Regions from separate parts of the Sus scrofa genome. Here regions 2 and 3 are each linked to region 1. The links are chromatin contacts, called in public targeted proximity ligation maps. All regions are on one chromosome and are shown on one strand. The core of a region is the stretch at or near the end of the contact, and the rest is flanking DNA. Distances in the headings are between cores, read along the strand shown.

What was found.
Region 2: a contact with region 1 is called in a targeted proximity ligation map of alveolar macrophages. A contact is called at or near these places in 1 of 5 promoter capture datasets (fetal skeletal muscle) and 1 of 2 datasets of targeted methods (alveolar macrophages).
Region 3: a targeted proximity ligation map of alveolar macrophages shows a contact between it and region 1. A contact is called at or near these places in 1 of 5 promoter capture datasets (fetal skeletal muscle), 2 of 47 Hi-C or Micro-C datasets (epiblast stem cells and heart right ventricle) and 1 of 2 datasets of targeted methods (alveolar macrophages).

What each region holds. Positions count from the first base shown.
Region 1 is chr3:11,643,716-11,647,028 of Sscrofa11.1, reverse strand. It overlaps GTF2IRD1 (general transcription factor II-I repeat domain-containing protein 1), which reads right to left. Exons shown (of 26, transcript XM_021086345.1): 23 at 2,912-2,989; 24 at 66-258. Among named protein-coding and RNA genes, the nearest start is that of GTF2I, 12 kb to the left of the region's middle.
Region 2 is chr3:11,768,498-11,771,810 of Sscrofa11.1, reverse strand. All of the region lies in intron 10 of GTF2I (general transcription factor II-I), which reads right to left. Among named protein-coding and RNA genes, the nearest start is that of NCF1, 50 kb to the left of the region's middle.
Region 3 is chr3:11,750,053-11,753,365 of Sscrofa11.1, reverse strand. It overlaps GTF2I (general transcription factor II-I), which reads right to left. Exons shown (of 33, transcript XM_021086344.1): 9 at 2,921-2,998. Among named protein-coding and RNA genes, the nearest start is that of NCF1, 69 kb to the left of the region's middle.

The sequences.
Region 1 (3,313 bases), core at 384-2,883:
CCCCCCCCCAGATCCCCGCAGCACCCTCCTCCACGGCCCCGCCCCCAGCTGCTGGGGACACTCACTGGAGCTGGTTGATGATGACCATGCGGACATGCTCGCGGGCCCTCAGGATCTTCTCCAGCCGGTGTATGTCATACGTGTTGGGGTTCCGGAAAGGGATGTCATCAGGCAGGCCCGTGACCTCGACGGCGTCGGGGCTGTCTCGGATCAGTTTGTAAGGGACCAGCACAGGCCGGTTCAGGCCCAGGGCCTCACCTAGAGGGCACGGGGGTCAGGGCAAGGGACCCTGTCAAAGCCAAGCTCTCTGGGGGAAGGGCGGGGATGCAGCCCCACGCAGCAGCCACCACACCACAGAGAGCTCACACGTCAACACACACATCCCTTAAAAAAAACATCCAGTTAGCAAAACTAAAAATCCCACACCCAACACTGACAGCGAAACAGGTACTTTTACACCTGCCCAGTGTGCACACCCGGACCTCCCACTAACATTGTGTCAGGGAAAGTAAGTCCTGGAGTTCCCTGGTGGCTCAGTGGGTTAAGGATCCGGCATTGTCACTGCTGTGGCTTAGGTCATTGCTAGAATGCAGGTTTGATCCCTGGCCTGGGAGCTTTCACATGCCTCCAGTGTGGCCAAAAAAAAAAAAAAAAAAACCACACCTGGGAATTCCTGTTGTGGCGCGGCAGAAACGAATGCAACTAGTGTCCATGAGGTTGTGGGTTCGATCCCTGGCCTTGCTCAGTGGGTTAAGGATCCGGCATTGCTGTGAGCTGTGGTGAAGGTTGTAGATGCAGCTCAGATCTGGCGTTGCTGCCCGGCAGCTGCAGCTCCGATTAGACCCCTAGCCTGAGAACATCCATATGCCGCAGGTGCGGCCCTAAAAAAAACAAAAAAAGGTCCTTACTTAAGTATTTATGGATGAAATGACATGATGTCTCAGATTCCTTTTTTCCTCTTATGGTCACACCCCATGTCATATGGAAGTTCCCAGGCTGGGGGTCAAACCTGCACCTCCACAGTGACTGGAGCTGCTGCAGCCAGATTTTTTTTTTTTTTTTTTAAGTATAGTTGATTTATAACATTGTGCCAATTTCTGCTGTGGTCGAATTCTTTTTTTTTGGGGCCGCATCTGTGGCATATGGAAGTTCCCAGGCTAGGGGTCGAATCGGAGCAGCAGCGGCCAACCTACGCCACAGCCGCAGCAACTGGGGATCTGAGCTACATCTGTGACCTACACCGCAGCTCACAGCGACGCCAGATCCTTAACCCACTGAGCGAGACCAGGGATTGAAGCTACATCCTCAGGGATACTAGTCAGGTTCATAATCTGCTGGGCCACAACGGGAACTCCCTTAGGTTTGTTTTAAAATACTAAAACTATCAAAGCGAGCCTGAGGAAATGGATGAAATAAAATTGGCAAAATGCTGGTAAGTGCAGAAGCGGGGCGGGGGATGGTTGCATGGTGCGTCACTGCCTTGTTCTCTCTGGTTTTGTATGTTTGAAAACTGACTCCAAAATAAGAAGTGAAAAAGACACCGCAAACCACGAGCAGAGTTCCTGTTAGTCTCAAAATGAACCCCCCGCCTGCCCGCCTCTCCTCCCTCATTGGGATCCGCCTCCCACCAGCTCCCGTGCCTGGTCCCAGGCCCTCCTGCCTTCGCCCTGCTCCCTGAGCGGTTCCCTCCGCCTGGCAAACTTCTCTCTGATGTTTGTCCCCTCCTGACATTCAAGTCCTGGTGAAAACGTCCCTGGAGTTCCTGCTGTGGTGCAGTGGGTTAAGGATCAGAGTCAGTCCCTGGCCCAGGAACTTCCACATGCCATGGGTGCTCCTAACAAACAAAACAAACTAGGAGTTCCCGTCGTGGCACAGTGGTTAACGAATCTGACGAGGAACCATGAGGTTGCGGGTTTGGTCCCTGGCCTTGCTCAGTGGGTTAAGGATCCAGCATTGCTGTGAGCGGTGGTGTAGGTCGCAGATGTGGCTCGGATCCCGCGTTGCTGTGGCTCTGGCGTAGGCCGGTGGCTACAGCTCTGATTTGACCCCCAGCCTGGGAACCTCCATATGCCGCAGGTGCAGCCCTAGAAAAGGCAAAACGAACAAAAACGAAAAGAAAAACAAAAACAAACCAAAAAAACAAAACTCAAAAGTCCCTTCCTGCAAGGAGCCTTCTTGTTCACTGGTCCAGACGGGCTGTGACGACTCCCGTCTTAGCCGCAGCCTCCTCCCCCCACTTCTCCATTGGCCTGTTTTCCTGTCACCCTCTGCAATTCTTCTCTTTTTCCTACTGTCTTCTCTGCTACAGTACGAAGTGGAGATGATACTAATACATTCATCGCAAAGGACATGTAGAGCGAGCACCTGGTACCGCCTGGTTCTCAGTCATCTAGAAAACGCTCAACCCGTGGTAACAGTATTAGCAACTGCACCATCCTGGCTTCCGCCCTGGCACCTGGATGCCTTCTGCACAGGACCTGGAACCTCTCATTATTCCACCGCCAATTCCTCCCCCTACACTGAGGCCCCTGACGGCAGGGTCAGACCTCCCCCCCGCCTGGAATCTCAGGGCTGAGAGACAGCTGGGCAGACAAGCGTCTGCATGAACAAGCACTTGGCTGTGGGCCACGGCCTTTGCCACACAGCCCAGCGCTAGAGGAGCAGAAATGCTGACTGCCGTCCTTGCCGTGTGCACTGCGGATCGGGGGTTTTTCTCCTTTCTTGGATGGGAGAATGAGGGGTCAGCTCCCGACCGTCATGGGCAGGGCCACTATGTCCCCAGGGAGCGGGCAGGCCAGCTGGGGGCATCTGGAGGCCAGGCTGGCTGCGGAGGGCAGGGGTCTCCTCTCCCCAAGGAAGGCAGCCCCCCACCCCCCCGCCACGACCCTGCCCTCCCCCGAGACGCACTGACCGTATTTCTCGTTGAAAAGCTCCTTCACCTGCTCCCGGAGGATCACCTTCTCCCCGAGTCTGTTGGCATCATCTTCATCTGCGAGAGGAAGACAAGGGGGCACAAGGGTCAGTGTGGCCTCTGCCAGCGGACACGCTTCTTCTCCCACGTGGCGGCCCAGACCCTCACCTGCGGGAACAGGCTCTCCAGGGCCCGCCCACGCCCCTGTGGTGGTTCTGGCCTCAGCTGTCTGTATATCCATCCACTCATCCCACATTCTCTGAACAGCTTCCCCAGCACAGGCCCCACGGCAGGCCCGGAGCACCCCGGGGGAGAGGGGGACCGTGAGCTTCCTCCCCGGGACTCAGAGCCTGGCGGGGATGGTACCCGGTCATAGCGCCCACCCAGCAGTACAGCCTGGAC
Region 2 (3,313 bases), core at 366-2,865, 120 kb before region 1:
CGTTCCAAAGACATGGGGGGATTTAAACACGGTAGGATCAGCCGCTGCTATTTCCATACTGCCATTTCAGCACGTTTCTCCCCATTACATGTCTAGGTTTCCTATTCTTTTGGGAGGTACTCAAGTAAATAATCCTCATTTTCCTTCGTCTCCTTTTTTCCATTTTTCAGTTTGAATTAATTTGAATTAAGTCATTATCAATTTCCCCTTCACCACACTCTCAGAGAGCTGTCTAGAATTATAGCGGATTTTAAATTTTTCAAAAAAAAGGCTTTAATGGAGACAGCTACCAACAACTGTACAAATATGTAAGAGGGAGAAATTACAGCTTGAATGGAAAAATATTTAAGCTTATACAAAATTCAAGCATACACGAAGGAGGCTGAACAACTAGATGTCAAACACTTTTAACAAACAGAACTAAAATAAGATCACAGTATTTGTGAAACGGGTTATTTGTTGATTTCATTCAAAACAAAAACTACATATGTACAATGTGAGCAATCGGATGTTTAAGCACAGAATGTAGACTACCCAAGACATCTGTAGTAAGAGCTCATGCTAACATCTTTGTGGCGATGCCTATGACTCAACTCTGCTCACACTTCAACACATCTAGTGCTAGAATTAAGGACACAGGATCAAATAAGAAAAGCTATTCCTGCCGTCTTCCATCCCCGAAAATATCAGATGGTACACTGCTAAGATTTTTGCTCAAACACTGCCTGTACATTATCAAAAAAGACCATTTTAAGAAATCTGTACTTAAATGTGGGATCAAGAAAACAATCACTGAGTGAAGGGCAAAAGTGGGAACAAAAAGATACCATTCAAATGTAAGTAATTATCCTTTTTCAGTCGAATTCTCATTCTTATTTTATAGCTAAAGAGGATCAGAGACTGTTAATGTGACTTAATCACACCACACCCTAGATAGTACAGCTGTCTAGGTTATGGGTAAAAGTTTTTTCAGTTAAACTAACAGGTTAACTCTCAAAAAATAACAAAAGGAGTATCTGCCATGGTGCAACAGGTTAAGAATCTGACTGCAAACAGCTCAGGCCACTGCAAAGGTGGGGGTTCAAGCCCCAGCCCAGCACAGTGGTGTAAAGTATCTGGTGTTGCTTACACCTGTAGCTCAGGTTTCAATTCCTGGCCCAGGAGCTTCCATGTGACATGGATGTGGCCATTTAAGAAGGAAGGAAGGAAGGAAGAAAGAAAGAAACCCAAATTCAGCCTAATACACAATTTTGCTTTGGACAGCATGGGTTTTAAATATACTTTGTACGTTAACTGAGGGAAAAACTGAAGCCTAAAATGCTTAAATCTCACTCTCATCACACATCAGAGAACACAGTCATTGCTGCTCTTGTTCACTGACTGTGTTCTTCCTCTCCAGATTGTGCGGGCAGGTGGAAGGTTGGTTTCAGGACCACTGTGGGTACCAACCCCACGGATGCTCAAGTCACTTACATAAACAGGCATGTTATTCACATATAACCTTTGAATATCTTCCCTTATACTTTAAGTTATCTCTAGGCTACAATGTAAATGCACACAGTTGCTCGGCCTTTGGGAAGATCAACTTTTGCTTTCTGTTTTGGTTGCACCCAGAGCATGTGGAAGTTCCCAGGCCAGGGATCAAACCAGTGCCAACGGCAGTAATAACACAGGATCATTAACCGGCTAGGCTAGCAGGGAACTCCAAGTTTTGCTTTTGAGAATTTTCTAAAATTTCTGCTCAAATATTTTCAACCCACAGTTGGTTAAATCAGCAGAGGCTCAAATGCAGTATCAACAAATATTCTGGTAACCTGAAAGCATTTACTGACTAGGCTAACCAATAGAAGAAAGGTATCGACGTCACCAATACCAGATTAGAACCCACTTTATGTGCTGGCAAATATAAAAACGATACTTTAGGGGATGCAATTTCAGGAAAAAGTTATATAAACAACTTAGGACACTACAGAAAACAATTTAAAAATAGCAAATTGCTAGTAAAATAAAACTTGACTATGTCATTGGGGCTCATAATTATTAAATTACTACAAGGATTATAAATGGTCAAAAGATTCTACAATAGGTTACTAGAGAATTAGATTCAAACTAACAAGATACATTTTGAAAACATTAGGTTTCACTAATGTTTAGCTTTCAATTACGAAAACAGACTGAAAAAAGTCTGTCTTTTATAATCTGCAAAAGGATTTTTAGAAGAGTATTTTTATGCTAGTTTTGCAAAGGGTAAAATGAAATATACTCATTTCATCTATGAATATTATTAAAGCATTTTATTTTATTTTCGTCTTTTTAGGGCCACACCCATGGCATATGGAGGTTCCCAGGCTAGGAGTTGAACTGGAGCTATAGTCGCTGGCCTACACCACAGCCACAGCAATGCGAGACCTGAGTCCTGTCTGCGACATGGCAGTGCCAGATCCTTAACTCTGTAAGCAAGGCCAGGGACTGAACTCACATCCTCATGGATATTAGTTGGGTTCCTTTTTCCTCTGAGCCACAATGGGAACGCCCAGTATTAGTGTTTCTTTAGAAACACTGAGCTGTGACCTTTAAAAGAAAAGTATTTGGGGAGTTCCCACTGTGGTGCAGTGGGTTAAGGATCCAGCTGTTGCCACAGCCATGGCTGGGATTTGATTCCTGGCCTGGGAAGTTCTGTGTGCAACAGTACGGCAATAAATTAAAAAAAAGAAAAGAAAAGGTATTTTCCTGTTAGGCTAATGTCACCTAAGTATTTCTGTAAAGATTATCATTTAATCTCATTGTCATATAATCTCATTGTATTATATAAAATGAAAACTGAAAGAGTATAAAATAATAAAGAAAATAGAGCTTTAGGATGGTAATGAAAAAGCAGTGCTCTCCTGGATTAACCTCAATTAGAATCAGAATGGTTTGAAATTGAGGCCAAAGACAAAGAGCAAGACAGCTTTTCTTTAGTGTCCAAGACCTCATTTCTTCAATGAAATTAACTTACGTTAAAACAAAGGCATTTAATAGTATAAACATTACATAAAAGTAACCTCATCAACCATAAGTAGAAAGGAGAAAATCTAGAAGAGTGTTGGGGTTTTTTTTGTCTTTTTAGGGCTGCACCTGCGGCATATGGAGATTCCCAGGCTAGGGGTCAAATAGGAGCTACAGCTGCCGGCCCACACGACAGCCGCAGCAATGCTGGATCCGAGCCACCTCCTGTGACCTACACCACAGCTCAGGGCAACGAGGGATCCTTAACCCACTCATCGAGGCCAGGGATCGAACCCGAAATCTCATGGATCCTAGTCAGATTCGT
Region 3 (3,313 bases), core at 471-2,970, 110 kb before region 1:
GAACAGTATACCATTTATAACAACGCTGAAAAACACTCAGTACTTAAGATATAAACCTTATGCAATAAGTACAAGATCTGTATACTGAAAACGAAGCACTGATTAAAGTAATCAAGGAAGAGCTCAACAGATATGCTCATGAATTGGAAGATTCAATGTTAAGATTTTCAACCTAGGAGTTTCCCGTAGTGGCTTAGTGGAAACAAATCTTACTAGTATCCATGAGGAGGGAGGTTCAATCCCTGGCCTTGCTCAGTGGGTTAAGAATCCAGCGTTGCCTGTGAGCTGTGGTGTAGGTCGCAAACACGGCTCAGATCTGGTGTTGCTGTGGCTATGGTGTAGGTTGGCAGCTACAGCTCTGATTCGACCCCTAGCCTGGGAACCTCCATATGCCAGAGGCGCAGCCCTAAAAGACCAAAAAAAAATAAAAAATAAAAAAAAATAAAAAAAATAAAATTTCAACCTAAATTATAATCTCCATCAAAATCCCCACAAGGTTTTTTGAACGAATCAATTTTTTAAATTTATATGAAAAGGAGCTAAAATAGGCAAAATAATATTGAAAAAGAAGAACAATTCTGGTGGACTGACAATCTGATTTTAAGACATACTATATAAACTATAATACTCAAGACAATGTAATTTTGACAAAAGGATATACATAGAGATCAGAATAACAAAATGTACCCAAGAAAACGGACAGATGTAAAGGTAATGCAATAGCACAAGACCAGTCGAAAACAAAAGGTGCTAGAAAAACCTGATATCCATACATGTAAGTTTGAACACGGCGTTTTGCACACTACACAAAAATTAGGTCTAAATCAATCACATACCTAAATGTAAAACTATAAAAACTTTTACAAAACAGAGAAGAAAAGTCTTTGTGATGTTGGGTCCAGCCAAGATTCTTAGCTATAAAACTTATGCACAATTGATACAAGGGGAAAAAAATCAGTAAGACGGACATCGTCAAATTAATCTAGTTGCATATCACATCACAGAGAATTTTTATTTAGAAATACAAAAATAAATGCCAAAGCTCAATTATTAAGAAAAATATTGAAATTGCATGTACTATATGTATCTCTTAGCCTAGATGAAAAACTAATTGCCTGGCTCCCCAGCCTCTTCAACTGAACTTATAATATTATCATTTCTGGCAAACTTCTCACTCTACAAACATCTAATTCTTATTACTCAGGCATTACCTTAAATCACTCATACTCTCTTATTCCAAAGGTGGACAAAAAAAGTTTCCATAAACATGACTGATAACAGCAAAGCTAAAAAGGTAATACTAAAGATTTAAGGCAGACTTTTTATTTTAAAAATTAAATGTGTTAAAAATATTTTATTAAGCAATATTAATTAAATATATGTACACATATTAGAGTCAGGTACCAAGAACTGTTATAAAGGCTAAATATTTTAACTTTTTAATTAAAAATTCTCAGAATTATCTCAACTTTCTGACCATGCAAATTACTAACGTCACAAGCAAGAAAACACTCAACGCTAACAGGTAAAAATTACAAAATTCACAAGGACACAATTTAATTTATATACATACAGACATTCACATGATTGCAAACCAGAACAAATTTCTTCTTAACTTTGGTAATACTCCAGAACGGATAAAGCCTTATTCTTTTAAATGAAGTAAACCTATTAAGCAAATGCAACTTAAAACCGGAAGGAGGCATCATAAGACACCCACTTAGAGCAGCTAAAAATAACAACGCAAACTGTACAAGTGCTGACATAGATGTGGAGCAACCAGAACCACTGTAACTGCCGATGAAAATGTAAAACAATGTAAAAGCACAATGGAGAACAGTTTGATGATTTCTTCAACAAAAGTTATATACCTACCACAGATCCCAGCTATTCGAGTTCTAGGAATCTACTCAAGAGAAATGAAGGCATATTTCCACACAAATGTTCATAGTAGCTTTATTGTTAATAGCCCCAAACTGGAAACAACCAAAATGTCCATCAACAGACGGAGGGACAAATAAATTGTAGTATAGCCATAAAATGGAATAACACTCAGCAATAAAATGGAATTAGCTCTTGATATATGCAACACTACGGATGGATGAATTTCAAAAGAATTATGTGAAATTTAGAAAGCCACAGCTGCCCAACCCAAGAAAACCGTACATACTTCATGGTGATTCCATTTTATGTAAATTTCTTTAAAATGCAAACTAATCTAAAACGACAGAAAATATATCAGTGGTTGGCTGAGGAAGACACTGAATTACTAAGGGACTTGAGGAAACTCGGGGGGGTATGGACATTTCATCATCCTGATTGCAGTGAAGATGGTTTTATGGGCATATACATGAACTGATCAGATCACATTAGTTCAAATGTTTAGTGTACTTTATGCAACTATAAAAACTAAACTCACCATACACTACAGAGGTTGCTCTAAACTAAAGCCCCTCGATGCATAAAAGCAAACTGCATTGTGAAACTATGACCTTTAATTCTTTCCTAATAATCAAGCAAATGTACAAAACAACTAAAACTTATTAATGTCTTATCTTTCATAGATTTTTAACATAATAAAAATGTGAATATAGTTATTTTTGTTGCACAAATAGAACTCTCCGAGGATCAAAAGATCTCTCATGCCATGCAAATAACTCTGGAAATTAGAATTGAATTCTAAATTGTGCCACAACTTTCTCTTGTCCTTTTAAGACTACTACTAATGGTTATTTAACATTTTCCCCATAGTTTATTTTATTGCCCCATTTTTTAAAATCTATTTTATTTCAGTAATAAACTATAAGCGTACATACTATTTAAGGACCAATCAATGAAACTATTAATATCAACGCATCTAAGGAACTCACATTACTTTTAACCACCAATAACTTCCGGAAAGAAAAACCATTTCAAGTACCTTGAATGTTATATTGATAGTAATCAGGATCTTCTGATTCTTCCTTTACTGTCACAGCTGCCATTTCCAGAGAAATACCTGTAAAGTAAATCGAATTATATAATTACACATCAGGGCATCCAGCTAGTGTAAGGAAATCCCTTTGGCTCTCCTATTAAGACAGGATAATTCATACATATTTTATGGGCTTCCAAAAGACGAGTTTCCTAGGTGGGAGGTGGACAAAAATCACCTAAAACCCAACCTAGACAAAGGTTTAACTACTACTGCTCTTCTGGGATTACTAATGTTAAACTCGTTCTGTCAAGCTTTTATCTTTGCAATTAAAGGTAATTAGTCACATTCTATTTTCACTCAATATTAAAAATACTTTCACAAACAACTGAAAAATTA